Linked DNA regions of Ovis aries: region 1 is linked to region 2. A link is a contact called in public Hi-C data. All regions are on one chromosome and are shown on one strand. The core of a region is the stretch at or near the end of the contact, and the rest is flanking DNA. Distances in the headings are between cores, read along the strand shown. Region 1 holds the start of LY6G5C (lymphocyte antigen 6 family member G5C). Region 2 holds the start of NELFE (negative elongation factor complex member E).

What was found. A called contact is a pair of places that touch in the nucleus more often than the background predicts.
Region 1: a Hi-C map of hypothalamus shows a contact between it and region 2, with 3 times the contacts expected there. The contact joins the promoter of LY6G5C here to the promoter of NELFE in region 2. A contact is called at or near these places in 7 of 16 Hi-C or Micro-C datasets (hypothalamus, mesenteric adipose tissue, mixed tissues and 3 more).

What each region holds. Positions count from the first base shown.
Region 1 is chr20:26,703,696-26,707,356 of ARS-UI_Ramb_v3.0, reverse strand. LY6G5C (lymphocyte antigen 6 family member G5C) reads right to left here and starts at 2,059. Exons shown (of 3, transcript XM_027958559.2): 1 at 2,044-2,059; 2 at 798-965. The coding sequence starts at 2,059.
Region 2 is chr20:26,479,768-26,483,152 of ARS-UI_Ramb_v3.0, reverse strand. NELFE (negative elongation factor complex member E) reads right to left here and starts at 1,922. Exons shown (of 10, transcript XM_012100918.5): 1 at 1,855-1,922; 2 at 1,337-1,419; 3 at 1-7. The coding sequence starts at 1,411. It overlaps LOC101114145 (superkiller complex protein 2), which reads left to right and starts at 2,097. Exons shown (of 28, transcript XM_042237100.2): 1 at 2,097-2,156; 2 at 2,234-2,337; 3 at 3,094-3,203; 4 at 3,303-3,385. The coding sequence starts at 2,135.

The DNA.
Region 1 (3,661 bases), core at 810-3,309, 220 kb before region 2:
TGCCACAGAGACTGACCATCACTGACGCCCTACCCCAGCCTGGACCCCAGAAAGGCAGATCCCTGAAATTGGACAGGGTCAGGGAATGCCAGGGAGTCACCAGCCATGAGCTCTGGGGAAGTTTCCCATGGAAGGTTGGTGGGAAAGAGCCATTCCAAACAGTGACAGGGACTTCCCTGGTGGTCCAGTGGCCAGGACTCTGAGATCTTAATGCAGGGGCCCCAGGTTTGATCCCTGGTCAGGGAACTAGATCCTGCATGCTGCAACCAAAAGATCCCACTAAGCAACTAAGATCCAATGAAGCAACTAGGATCCCATGAAGCAACTAAGACCTGGTGCATCTTTAAATAAATGTGTGTGTGTTTTTTTTAATTCCTCTGGGAAGGTAAAGAGGAGGACAGCAAAAGACCAAACTCTGGTGAACATGAGCTGTTAAGGCTCCAGAAGAAAAAGGCAAGACTCAGTGAAGGAGGCTAAGAAGACACAATGGAAGATGTAGCAGAAGAATGGTGCTGGCAGGAACTACCGCTGACAGATGGGGAGAAGGCAGCCCGAGGAAAGGCCAGTGGATCTGGTGAACTCCAGGCCTGCGAGGCTGGGTGTTATGAGGGTGAGCCAAGAAGGGAAGAGGAATGGAAGTAGCGATGTGGAGTAGCTCTAAAGGAAAGGAGAGAGAGAGGGAGTGATAGAACAGTATCTTAGAGTTGTGGGAACCAGTTGGGGTGCCGCTTAGAAGGCTGGTAGAGACTCAGTTCAGGAATGGACTGGACCCAAGATGAAAGGAAGAGGCAGCTTACTGTTCTTTATGATCAGAGTCATGCAACTGCTGCCCTTTGGGACAAGGCAGGTGTCAGATCCCAGAAGGCATCCCAACTCCTTGGTCTCAAAGAGGCATCGATAGCAGCTTAGGTATTTGTTGAAATATTTCTGTTTAATGGGTTCTTGATCATATATCTCAGACTGACCTGGAACACAGAGAAACACTGACCCCAAACCCACCTAATTCCCAGACTGATCAACCCCATTGTTCCCTCCTACCTCCCTATTCAGAAAACCATAAAATGACTAATTCTTGAAAACCATCAGGCTTAATCTAACATCAGAAGCTTTAGTTCTCATAAAAAATTTTCTACTCTCTACTCTCATACCTCCTGAAATGAGGAACTCATTCATTTAACATGCATTTGAGGGGCTAACATGCTTAGCACTCTACAAACCTCTAAATTTAAAGGTTAGGCCAAGGCAGTTCATTCCAACTTTTGGCAGCCCTGTTAAGACAGTGCTTCCTCTGTGACTTGGTTTCACTGTCCTTCACCCAACCCCCAGATTCTCTTTTGAATATGCTTTCTTAATCTGTAATGTTCAGAGTGTGAAAACCTCAGAGTGTATCATCACAGGACAGGAAGAATTTCTCCTTTCTGTAGCCAAGAGACTAAAGCCCAGGGCCACATTGTTTGTTTGGTTGTCCTTTCACTGAACAGACTCATGAAACGTTGCCCACCAAAGCCCTCCCCAACTACACCATATTCATTTCCCTCCTCCTCTGGTCCTGGGCGCAGATCACATGTTATTGAGCCCCCAAAACCCGCTTTCAGACTCAGCAGAGCACTTGGTATGAGGCAGATGCTGAGCAAACACTTTGGATCTGGTTTCTGTGTAGATGGTGCTTTGCAGCCAAGTGGAGTTATCAGGCTGAACTTAGCCTTGTTCTATGCTGTGTATCCTGAGGCTGTCATCTGGCACGTTCCCCCAACCCTCCCCATCCTGTATTGCCCTCAGATTCGAAGAGATTCCCCTTAGTATCTCCATTCAGGTTATTGCCGTTGAGTGAGACAGCCTTGGGGTAGTCACCAGAAATCTCCCTCAGAGCGAATATCAGTTTGTTATCAGTCCCCGAGCATTATCCCACCAAGCCCACCCATCCCATTTTCCTCCTGCCTGGTTTTACCTGAATATTCTTGGTACATGTATGCAGATACTTGGTATCAGGGTTTCTGTATCCGGCAGGTTAGGAAACCCTTCTGACCCCATTGAACCACTTACCAAACACCAAGCTCATCGTGACCAGCACTATTAAGAGGACTATTAAGAGGGTTTGATTCTGGCTACCTGCATGGCCTTCCATAACATACATGACTGCCCACCAGCCTCCAGTTTGGCCTTATATTGGCCAAAGAGAAGTGGGCAAAGAGGAAGGGGGGAGGCAACATCCTTTTGGAGTGGAAATCAATCCTAGACTCTACAGCCAAGGGACAGAGTGTCCTCACCCACGGCCCTAACATCCTGGTTTGGAAACAAGGATGGGGAGAATCAGGGAAGGAGAGGGGAAACTTCTTTCATATTAATTCAACAGACATTCGTTCGATCACTGCATCAGGTATTGGGGATACAATACCGCACTAAGTCCCTACCCTCACAGAGCACAATCTAGAGTGGGAGACAAGTCAACAATGAGGGGGGAAGGGGAAGAGTGTTTCTGGGGGAACTTGGGCAGTAAACCACTGACAAAGAGATTTCAGCAGAAGAGTGCAAGATCAGATTTCTGTTTGTAAAAGATTTCTGAGGCAGGGAAACCAGTTAGGAAGCTATTCCTGAGTCCAGTCACAAGATGGCGGCCTGGTCTAGCAGAAGAGAGGGAAGCCGACAAGTGAATGACTCTGAGCAGCATTTAGAAGGAAGACCAGACAGATTTGGACTTAGACTGAATGTGAGGTGAGGAAGGGGGAATAGGCTTGCAAAAGGGGATGACTGTGATACCATTTTTCACGATGGGGAAGACGTGTCAGAAATCCAAAAGCGAGGACACTTGAGTCGTGAGTGACCCCACTCAGTCCAGTAGGGGTTCCAGAAAACCAGAGCCTTTCCATACACCGCCCCCTCGCCCCGCACCCCCTGCTTTTCCGGTCCTGCCTCAGCTCAACCGCAGGTCAGTGGGTCTGATCTCCGGTGCCCACCGGCTCTGGAGCTGTGAGCTCGCTCTCCGTGCCTGGCTGCACCTCAGAGCTTTTGGGAAGACGCGAGGGCGGCCCCCAGCCCAAGCTCAGCTCTTGGCCAGGCGGCTGGAGAGAAACCTGAGAAGGTCGCGCCTTCGTAGGGACCCAGGCATCCTGCCCTGAGGGTGTGTGTGTGTGTGTACTTAGTCGCTCAGGGGTGTGTGTGTGAGTACTTAGTCGCTCAGTCGTGTCCGACTCCCAGGCTCCTTAGTCGCTCAGTCGTGTCCGACTCCCAGGCTCCTCTGTCTATGGGGATTCTCCAAGCAAGAATATTGAAGTGGGTTGCCATGCCCTCCTCCAGGGGATCTTCCCAACCCAGGGATCGAACCCAGGTCTTCGCGCACTGCAGGCGAATTCTTTACCGCCTGGGCCACCAGGGAAACCTGCCCTGGTGGATCACCTAAAGTACTATGCGGCTTCCCCAGAAGGTGGCACTTTGGTGCCAACATCCCTCCCACACCCGGATGCTGCTCCAGGTGCCCCATACACTTCCTCCCTTCCTCCGCCGGGGGGTCTCCTGGGCCCACCTCGCCTGCTCCGTCGGAATCTGGCCAGATCAGTCTCTGTGAGAGACTCAGGTTTTTAGCTTTAAGGGTCGGATGGGCTACGGAAAGTCCTAGGCTTCCAGGAACACTCCACCTTCACCAGCTTCTGGTCTGAAGGTTTGG
Region 2 (3,385 bases), core at 673-3,172:
CCTTTTTCTGGGAACAAGAGTGAGAAGAGAGGGATTGATGAGGGCCAATCCCTGGCCAGGTCTTCTCCCAAGGCCCTTGGGCGCATCACTCCGGGGATGCCTTTCTGAGAGAAAATAATGCAAATGGTGCCCCTGGAGTGGTACACTGCAGCTGTCTTGCCTCTCACATATAGTCCCTCAGATCACATACACCAGCCACACCTACTCTGTCTAAACCATAGTATCCAGAGGCTTTGCAGAGTCTCATATTTTTCAAGTTGAAAACAAGGAACTCAACCACAGACCATGGTCCCTGGATACACATTGCAGTTTAGTATAAGCCTCCATGCCTTCATAGGGGCTTCATCCATCTACCCTTACGTGTTTAATAAGAACACACCAATGCTTTGAAACAGATTTGCAAAAGAAACACAGATCCTCCTCTTGAGCTCACAGGCTGAGAAAGAAGATGACCAGACTGAATTGTCAAGACTGATAAGTGCAGAATGGAGCTGAAAGCAAATAAGATTTTTCTGATGCAAATGGTTATTAAACCGGGCCCTGAGTAGGATCTACATAACGTAGGCTGAGAGGAAAAGGCATTTTAGACAAAGAAAACAGGGTGGCAGAGATGCAAAGATAAGAAGGTTTTGAGAATACATGCTTTGGGACCAAGGAATAGTTCTATAGGAAGAAAGGCCAGATTAAAGCTTTTTATAGGCAATGCGAAACCACTGTGTTTTGAAAAAAGAAGGGCAGTGTTTAGTGTTTTCAATGCACCGTTTAACAGGAGTGAAAAAGTCTGTCCAAGAGAAGAAACTTGCTGAGAGCCCATTACAACAGTCAAAGTGAGCATCAGGAAAGACCTGATCTAGGGAATACATAGGAAAAAGAAAACAGAAGAAATTACTTTAAAAGAAAAATGAAGACTTGGCAAACGTTTGGCTACACAAATGGTGCAGGAGACAGAGGTGAGATATTCATCTCAAACAAATCGAAGAAGTGAATGCAGACAGTCCTATTTGGAAGACCAAGTTTAGTACAGACAAGAGGACAGCTTCAGTTGTTATCAGTAAGACACTAGACGGCATTGGAAAAACCAAGCTTGGGATCACCAGTTCTTAGGTGGTACTAAAAGCCATGGGAAAGGAAGACAACTCCATGGCAGACCACACAGAAAAGAGAGAAAAGAAAGTACACACTTGGGAAAGTCCATCTCTGAAGTTACACTGAGAGATGACAGGCGTCCAGGTATTAGCTAGAGGAATCCCCACCCCCCATCCCCTCACACTCACCCCAGGTGTTCTCAGTGTAGAGTCTTTGAAAGTTTGGGCCATGCCCACACACACTCCCTCACCTTTTTCTTGAGTTTGTTGAATTTCTTCTGCAGAGCCTCCTCCTCCTCGCTCAGTCCGGGGGGTATCACCAACATGGTGGCTCCTGGTTCGGGGGCAGGGCCCAAGACATCTTTCTCCACTGTCACCGCCCAGAGTTCACACGCCGTCCACACTGCTCCCGATCCCCCCCCTTCAGGCCTGCCTACTCCTATCTTCTACCTCTCCCTACCCCTTGCTTAACCAGGCTGCCGTCCAAAGCCCACCTCGTCGGGATCAACCAGCATTCCCTTCTGTCTTCAGGAATCACGGATACCAGCGCCTTGGGGCACCATGTGGCCCAGGAAGCGATAAATACCCGCTCCGTGGCCAAGACGATGGCACCAGACCCCCCTATCTCGCTGGAGTTGGTATGGAATTGCGGGGTCCGAAAAGCAGAGGAAGCAGTGGAACCCGCGCAGCGCTCTCAGAGCAACGAAAGGGGCAAGAAGACAGAAGGAGCTCGGAAAAAGGGGGGCGAAGGCTGAGGAGACGGCCTTACCTGAGGGGGCGGCAACCGGGGCCCCACGGTCTCGGGCGGCGCCCGCGCGGGCAGCGGATCCCGGGCTCAGAGCGATGACGTAGCGAGGGGCGGAGAACGCGGTAACCAAGGCGGCCCGCGCCGCACACACTTCCGCCCGGCCTCCCACCAGTTTGGGTCAGCCCCTAAGTAGCTCTTATCCCGCCCCTAGGCCCATTTGTGCCGGAAGTCGCTTCTACTTCCGCCGGTTCCGGCTCCTCCTTACGTTTCCCGGCTGCCCGGCTGCTGCCGTGGCTCCAGGATGATGGAGACGGAGCGACTCGGTGAGGGGGAGGGGGTGGAAAGACGGAGGAGACAGTGAATGACCCTTAACTCCTGACCTGTGACCTTTCCTCCGTAGTGCTACCTCCCCCAGATCCCCTGGACCTGCCCCTTCGGGCCGTAGAGCTGGGATGCACTGGGCGCTGGGAGTTGCTGAATGTGCCTGGGGCTCCAGAGAGCACCGTGAGTGCCGATTCACCCTAACCTTGACCCTGTTGAGCTTGAAACCTCCTTCACCCTCCCAGTAGGATGTAAGCTGACTCAGCTGTCCTGTCTCTGGATACTTGTCATCCGAGCCTAGACTGGTGCTGGACAGACTCCAACCCAATGGACCTGCAGTGGGTCAGAGCCCATAAGACGATAGAGCAGGGAACCCCGAGGAAACTTTAGTTCTGAGAACTGCTCTTTCAAACTGCTGTTTTCTCCCTGGAGTCCTGTTCTGTCTCCAAGCACCAGGGCTCTTGGTGACTGAGATGCTAGCCTTTGAACACCACCTGGCTCTTCATCCTTAGGCCTGGGGCCCCGTTTTCCTAAAACTAGAAATTCTCAAATATCAGTGTGCCTGATGATTAGTGGAAAATCTCACGGACAGAGGAGCCTGGCGGGCCACAATCCGTGGGTTGGAACACAACTGAGTGCGCGCACGCACACACACACACACACACACACACACACACACACAATTGATGGGGGAGCTTTTGAAAAATCCTAGTTCTTAGGTCCATAGATTCAGAAATCCAAAATCTGTATTGTTAATCAGAACCCTAGGTAATTCGGTTGCAGACCGTTTGTTCTGTAAAACAGAACAGCCTTTGGAAAATAGTGCTTCAGCCTGATTGTCCTAGTCTGGGACGTCTGTCATATCTGATCTAAATACAAGTCGCGTCACCTTCTCTTTTGTGTCTTACTCTCTTCCCTTACCTCGTGCCTTTGTTCCAGCTTCCCCACGGCCTCCCTCCCTGTGCCCCAGATCTGCAGCAGGAAGCAGAGCAGTTGTTCTTGTCATCTCCCACCTGGCTGCCTCTGCATGGTGTGGAGCACTCAGCCCGGTGAGGGGTCTAGAAGGGCCTGGGCTTGGCAGGTGGGTCCCTGAAGGAAGCTGGGACAGAGGAGAAAGAAGACCTGAACGTTGCTTTGCTTCTGTCCAGGAAATGGCAGAGGAAGATGGATCCCTGGTCTCTCCTGGCCACACTGGGGGCCCCAGTCCCCTCCGACCTACAGGCCCAAAGAC